2 separate regions of the Sus scrofa genome follow, and region 2 is linked to region 1. A link is a contact called in public HiChIP or PLAC-seq data. All regions are on one chromosome and are shown on one strand. Each heading gives the region's core, a stretch centred on a gene start, on an enhancer-like site or on the middle of the called end of the contact. The rest is flanking DNA. Distances are from core to core; before and after follow the strand shown.

Evidence for each region. HiChIP or PLAC-seq counts read pairs in DNA pulled down with a chosen protein or histone mark.
Region 2: a contact with region 1 is called in an H3K27ac HiChIP or PLAC-seq map of skeletal muscle. The contact joins the promoter of TRIM66 here to the promoter of LOC110262312 in region 1. A contact is called at or near these places in 1 of 47 Hi-C or Micro-C datasets (heart right ventricle) and 1 of 2 datasets of contacts at active chromatin or transcription factors (skeletal muscle).

Annotation. Positions count from the first base shown.
Region 1 is chr9:559,037-562,351 of Sscrofa11.1, forward strand. It overlaps LOC110262312 (formin-like protein 5), which reads left to right and starts at 1,757. Exons shown (of 5, transcript XM_021102706.1): 1 at 1,757-1,786; 2 at 2,406-2,450; 3 at 2,645-3,048. The coding sequence starts at 1,757.
Region 2 is chr9:709,674-712,980 of Sscrofa11.1, forward strand. It overlaps TRIM66 (tripartite motif-containing protein 66), which reads left to right and starts at 1,898. Exons shown (of 23, transcript XM_021062260.1): 1 at 1,898-2,022. The coding sequence starts at 2,009. It overlaps RPL27A (60S ribosomal protein L27a), which reads right to left and starts at 2,737. Exons shown (of 5, transcript XM_003482496.4): 1 at 1,521-2,737; 2 at 1,093-1,156; 3 at 633-708; 4 at 1-100. The coding sequence starts at 1,523.

The sequences.
Region 1 (3,315 bases), core at 507-3,006:
TGAGGTTGTGGGTTTGATCCCTGGCCCTGCTCAGTGGGTTAAGGATCCAGTGTTACAGTGAACTGCCGTGTAGGTTGCAGACTCAGCTCTGATCTGGAGTTGCTGTGGCTGTGGTGTAGGTCGGCAGCTGTAGCTCTGATTCGACCCCTGGCCTGGGAACCTCCATATGCTGCAGGTGCATTCCTTAAAAAAAAAAAAAGCCTCAGACCCAGGCTCAGAGCTTGCATCTCCCGTAGCACCTCGTACACATTTGGCTTTTATCAAGTGACGTGGACATTAGGTTGATGCAAATCACTACATTAACACTATTTAAAGTAGCATTAAAAACATTTCATATGTTAGTGTCTCTAAAAATCTTTGGCCAGTGTTATGATTAACTAAATAGGGGTTCCCATTGTGGCTCGGCAGGTTAAGGACTTGATGTTGTCTCTGAGGATGTAGGTTTGATCCCTGGCCTTGCTTAGTGGGCTAAGGATCTGGTGTTGCTGCAAGCTGCAGCGTAGGTCACAGGTGCAGCTCGGATCCATTGTTGGCTGTGGCTGTGGCTGTGGCACAGGCTATAGGTGCAGCTCCAAGTTGACCCCTGGCCTGGGAACTTCCATATGCTGCAGGTGCAGCTGAAAAAGGAGAGAAGCAGATTACCTAATGCCGACATCAGTGAAGTTTAGACTCAAGACTGTATTTAGAAAAATTAAGGGACATTACTTTTTCTTTCTGAAAGAGGATCTCTAATTAAGGTTTTTCTTAGGAATTAAAAAAAGCCCCATTCATAATTTGCAAAGCCTTGGCAAACAAAAAGAACAACTATCTGTATCTCGCTATTGCCCCCTTACTTGTCTTTAGCGCATGTGAGAGGCCCCAGCAGCTGCCAGGGGTGAAAGGAGTTAGTATCCTGGGTCTGAATAGAGAAAATCTTTTTTAAAAACTTTACGAAGTATAGTCGAGTTCCAATGTTGCGTTCATTTCTGCTGTGGAGCAAAATGACCAGTTATACTGCCTACATCCGTACTCTTTTTCATATGCTTTTCCATTCCGGTTTATCACAGGACAGCGAGTAGCCCTTCCTGAGCTGCACAGCAGCACCTCGTTTATCCACCCCGTATGCGCCAGTTTGCCGCTGCTAATCCCAGACGCGCAACCCTTCTCTCCCCAACCCTCACTACCCCTTGGCGACCACAATGGAGGAGATCTTGATGTCTTCCGCTGAGCTGGCTTTCTTCACAGGTGTCACTCGTAAGAGGAACAAGACTCTAATACAAATGCGAATAGTTCTGGAAGTGGGAAACCTAAGAACTTCCCTTCAGAGCTGGGGAGCTGCAGGTGGAGTCTGCCTAGAGCATTGTTAAATTATGTGGCCTGGGTTCGTTCCCTGAGGATTCTTCTGTGACTTCTCGTGTGGCTTGGGGAGGGTAGGGCCACCCTCACTTGAGGCTGGAGAAGGCTGGAGAGGACTCAGTCCATCCAGGTGGCCTCGGTCTCCTGCAGGGTTCAAGCATGTCAGTGAACTGGAGTAGGAGAAAGTCACTGTTAGATTTTGAGTTTGGAGTGAAACGTGTTTCAGGTTGTCTGTGTTTTCCAGTAGAAAAATGGAAACTTGGGTTTTCCTAACGTAGAACCAAGTCACAAAAGTTGACCTCTTTTTCACGCAGAGACAACTGGGTCCCATGGTGTGTAAGGCCTCCTGCTAGAGAGACCTAAGGTCTCCTCTGGCACCAGTATTACTGAGATAAAGTGTTAATACTGGTAATTCACATCGATGACTTTTTTGGCAAAGGAACAGCAGACGGTGAGTTTGGTTCTTGGAACTATTTCTATTGAACCATGAACAAGTTAAATTATTTCCAAGATGTATCTTAAACAGCCCATATTTTTGATGCTTGCCCTGGAGCTGAGTAAATATTCCTTTAGGATATGACAATTGAATTGGCTTGGCCTTAGAGTCTGTTTATGGTCATTCATACATGTTTGTTCCTTCAAAATGTAGCTAGGTTTGTGAACGTCAATTTTGTGCATTTCAGCATCCAGTTCCATTTAGAGTGATTTAGGGAATGAGCAATTAGGTGACGTGGCTTCCTCACATCCACTGAGTAGGTCCGGGTTTTGATTTTAAGTGAGTTGCATGATTCTTTTCCAAGTGGATGGTCCTACTGGGTTAACAGTTTCTTTCAGAATTCCACTGATAAATCACAGATTCTCACTGGCAGTATTCCATTGCTTCTTCTTGCATGCCACCCTTTTCCAGTTTTTGGCTTTGTAAGCTAATGGAGTATTTTAAACAAATTCTCAGGATCCCCTTAGAAGTCTCCGCTCAGCTCGGACGCCTTGGGACTCTAGCGCTCTCAGGCTTTTCGCTACTGCGGCCGCACCAAACGGAGCTTCTTGCGCTGCGCTTTTGGCTTTTGCAGGGATCCCGAGCCTCGGGCTGGGAGAACGGAAAGAGCTCGTCGTCGGTTAGTTGGCAGGCAGGCAGGCAGGCAGGCAGGCTGTAGAGGCAGCTTTTCCCAGACTCGCCCAGCTCCGGCTTTTCACGCAGACCAGCAGAGCCGCTTTTTTCCTCCAGTGATTGAAACCATCTGGACTGTAGGGGGTCACGTGTGTATGAGAAAATGACATAAAGTTTCAGATCCCTCGTGCTTTGCTCCAGACCCAGACGAGTCTTGGTCGGAGGGTTCGAGGTGAGGGCCGGTCCAGCTGGGGGGCCACCTCCTCCTCCTCCTCCTCCTGCCCCCTCCCCCTCCCCACCCCGGCGCCCTCCCAGCCCCCTCGGCGCCCTCGCCGCGCGGCTTTCTGCTTCCCTCCGCAGCCTGCGAGCTTCCCCCTCCTCCCGGCTCCGCACCCCACCCGGTCCCGGGCGGAGGCACACCCCCTCCACGCCCCCGCCGCCCGGATCTGCGCGGCCTCCCGGCCCCGCTTCCAGCCCGGCGGCAGCCCCGGGCGCCGAGGCGCGCTCGCCCACCGCCCTCTCCCCGGCGCGGCTCCTCCTCCCGGCCTCGCGGCCCCAGCGAGCCCCCAGCCGCGCGAGCGCCCAGCCTGGCTGGGGGCGCCGAGGTGAGTGCGTCCGGCCGCCGCCCCGGCGCCCCCGCCCGCTTGGCCGCCCGCGGCCCTCGCTCCCGGCCGGGCGGCCGCCGCCCTCCCGGCCCGGGTCCCGCTCCGCCCGGCCGCTCGCCGCGGGCTCCCAGCCCGGTGAGTGTCTGCGTCCCGGCGCCCGGCCTCTCGGGGTGAGGGCCTCCGCGGGCGCGGAGAGGTGGGCGGCTGCGGGCCCTCCGGGCGGCGGTGGCGAGCGCCGCTCTCCCGCTTCCCGGGCTGCGCCGGCGG
Region 2 (3,307 bases), core at 648-3,147, 150 kb after region 1:
CAAGGTCCACAATTTATCGAGGTTGACAGTTGGGCAGAAGCTCTGGTTCCTCTTTAAGTGGTAATGCCTCATACCAACTTTTCCAAAGTATCCCGGGTGACTGTGAAGCGAAAACAACCATTTTCACAACCTCACTCTCATTAAAAAGCTATGTTCACCATCTTTATGGGTCATCTCCGCACATAACCACAAACAGCGTAGGTTGTTCAATGATGCGAAAAGAGTACCATAGTAGGTACATCACACACTTCTGTAACAGAGGTCCCCAAACAAATAGGGCAAACACTATCCCATTAACTTGCAGGCCTACGTGGATCTAACAGTTGTGTAAGTCAATTCAATGCATGTCACTAACCTGGTGACTGGCTATGCCACAGGGGGCGCAGCCAGTGAATAAGCTCAGCGGTTACTCTTCGAGGACTCTAGCACACTGAGGCAACAGCGGATACCCAAGCGTGACTCTAGCCTCGAGCTCTCAGTTCCCATGAAATGTCCACAGGACAAAAAGCCAACAACAAGCAAGTTTTGCAAGTAGTCAAAAGCTTGCTTCCCATCAGAGACGTTCCCAGCCACCCTCTGCCCCGACACCCGCGGTTTTCAGTACCGTGAAAGCACACGCTGACAACACTCACTATTTGTCGAAGTTGATCCTGTGGTGATGCATGCCACCCGCATTGCCCCGGCCTCCTGGGTGCTTCCGGTGTTTGCCTGCAGGAGCACACAGCTACATGGCCAACGGTCTCCTCCGAGCGCTTGCAAAAGCGCGCCCGTGCTTCTGTGCCTTTGCTTAGGCTGTTAGCAACCGGCAACACTATCCCTCTAGGCTCCAGGCTAAACACTGCGAAGCAAGGCTTCCCGTCGCAACACTAACGCGGTAATAACTGGCCTTCAACCAATTCAAGACTGAGCCCCGCTCAATCTGCAGGCCCCCAAATGATATCAAATCCTCTCAAAGCGGAGGGTTTTCAGAGAAAAGGCCAACGGCTAACGATCAAGTTCGACGGGCTCCACCGCACAAAGCTTCACCCACCTCTCTAAGCTCATCTGCCGGGGACAGCCCGAGGCCGGCCAGGACGGGAAACCGGCACTTACCGATGCGGCCGTGGCCGTGGCTCACGTGGCCGCGGAGTTTCCGGGTCTTCCTTAGTCTGGACGGCTGTGTGGGAAAAGGTGCCCGGGGTGAGGCCCTGGGAGGTGGGGCGGGGGCCACGCTTGCCAGCCTGGGAAGGGGCTGGGGCGGGGGTCTGCTCTGCGGCGCCTTCAGCGAAGCTGAACCAGGCTGATCACCGCCTGGTTCTCATCAGGGAGGCGCCCGGGTCCGCGTGTCTCAGGAATCCGGACTCCGGGAAGAACACGCGGCCCCAGGCTCCCCGCCCCGTCCCGGCCGCCCCGGCCGGCGGCCGGACGTGAGCGGCCTGGAGGATGAGGCCAAAGGCGGGAGCAGGTGGCTGGGGGAGCAGGTGAGCAAAGCTCGCGGCCTAGGGTAGCAACCACACGGGCGGACCAGGACAATCACCTACCATGTCGGCGGCCGCGACGCAAGAGGAAGGCCTCGGCAAAGTCTCGCGAGCTATCGGGCCCAGGGGCGGAGCCCACGCCTCACTTCCGGCTCGGGGGGCGGGGCCTGCGAGGGCGCGGATCTCGCGCGATTACAGGTCTTGCCGTTTTCGCATCCGGGGGTTGAGCTCGCCATCGCAGAGCTGTTCCGGGGGCGGCGGCGGGGCCGGGAGCCCTGCGCGGTGCAGTGAGTGCGCTGGCGCTCGCAGGCTGAGCTCTGCCGCCGGGGGCGGGGCTTGAGGGCTGCGGTGCGCGCCGCGGGCGGGAAAGCCGCCGGGGCCGCCGGTCTCAGCTCCCCGCCGACCGCCGCAGCCCTGAGCAGTCCCGCGGGTCTCGCTCTGGTTTTGGTGGCTGGCTCGGGCCGGGCGTAGCGGCCGCTTGGCTTGTCCCCTGGCCGCGTGAGGAGCCACTTTTGGCCTTCGGTGCCCACCGGGTCCTCACCCCGCGGCGTATGGAGCGTCCCAGGTCAGGGGTAGTCGGAGCTGTGGCCGCCAGCCTGCACCACGGCCGCAGCAAGGCCGGCCTTTAACCCGCTGAGCGGGCCCAGGGCCGAACCCGCGTCCTCACGGACGCCAGTCGGGTTCGTTAGCCTCGCTCTGGTCCTTTTAGGCTCCGTTTTTGATGTCTCGCCCACCTTCCCGGGCCTGCGCGCCCACGCTCTCGGTCTTCCTCGCTCCTTCGCCCTTGTGCCTGGTCCTGGCCTTGTCCTCGCTTTGAACAGCCTCAGTTCAGGGACCTCTGCGCTTGCTCGCGTTAAGGTCCTGTACTCTCCAGACCCTGTAGATTTTCCGCCGCTCTCTTGTAATTTTCACTGGCACCTACTGGGCGCGCCTGTGAGCCCCTCCTCTTCTGGACAGAGAACCCCCGCTCAGTCTGGACCCAAAGTGAGCGTCCCCTCTTGGAAAACTGACCCATCCGGTCACGGTTGCTCACATGCCCCCACTGGGCCTCCTCAAAAATCTAGGGCGTGGCTCTTAGAGAATCTTGATCTGCGTTTGTCTTTCCTGCTGGACCAAACTCCTCAAAGACTGGAGGATTATTTTCTTTTTATCCATGTACTCCCAGCTCCCGGCATGTAGTACATGTTCAACAAATGATCGTTAACTAAAGTGGAGGGGGCACCCTTCCCGTGTTAAGTCTCAACCAGTGTTCAGGATCACAGTCCATCAGTTAGTCTGTGTGTGTGTGTGTGGTTTCTGTGCCATGTTCTGTAAAGCTAAAATACTGCTTAGCTAAAATATCCTAAATTCTCCCTGTCTCTCTTTCCTACCCTTGCTCCTTCCTTTTCAGCCAAGTTCACCCAAAGAGCAGTCAACAAATCCTGTGCATTTGCTAGTTTCCTGTTCATCCTTTAATCCATCACAGTCTAGCCCTCAGTCCCATTATTGTAATTAAAGTGCTCCTACCAAAGTCATCAATTAACCAAACTCCAAACTGCATGGACTCTTCTCCATAGCACTTGTACTCTGTCTTAACCCATTTGACTTCTTTTTCTAGAGCACCTCTTGCATTCTTCCTACCAGTCTTCCTTTCAGGTTCTTCTGCCTTTGTCCACCGTTTAACTGTTGGTATTCTTCAGCCGTCTGTGCTTGCCCCTGTTAAGGTTTCGTAGGATGCCGTCTCTCCGGCGAGCTCATCTTGGGTGGCTTCCGTCTTCATCTGTGTTGCTGACTCCACAGTCGTATTCACTTAATTACGGGCTAGTTTCCCTCCGACATTCCGAGGGATGTCAGGGAGACGGAAAAAATTA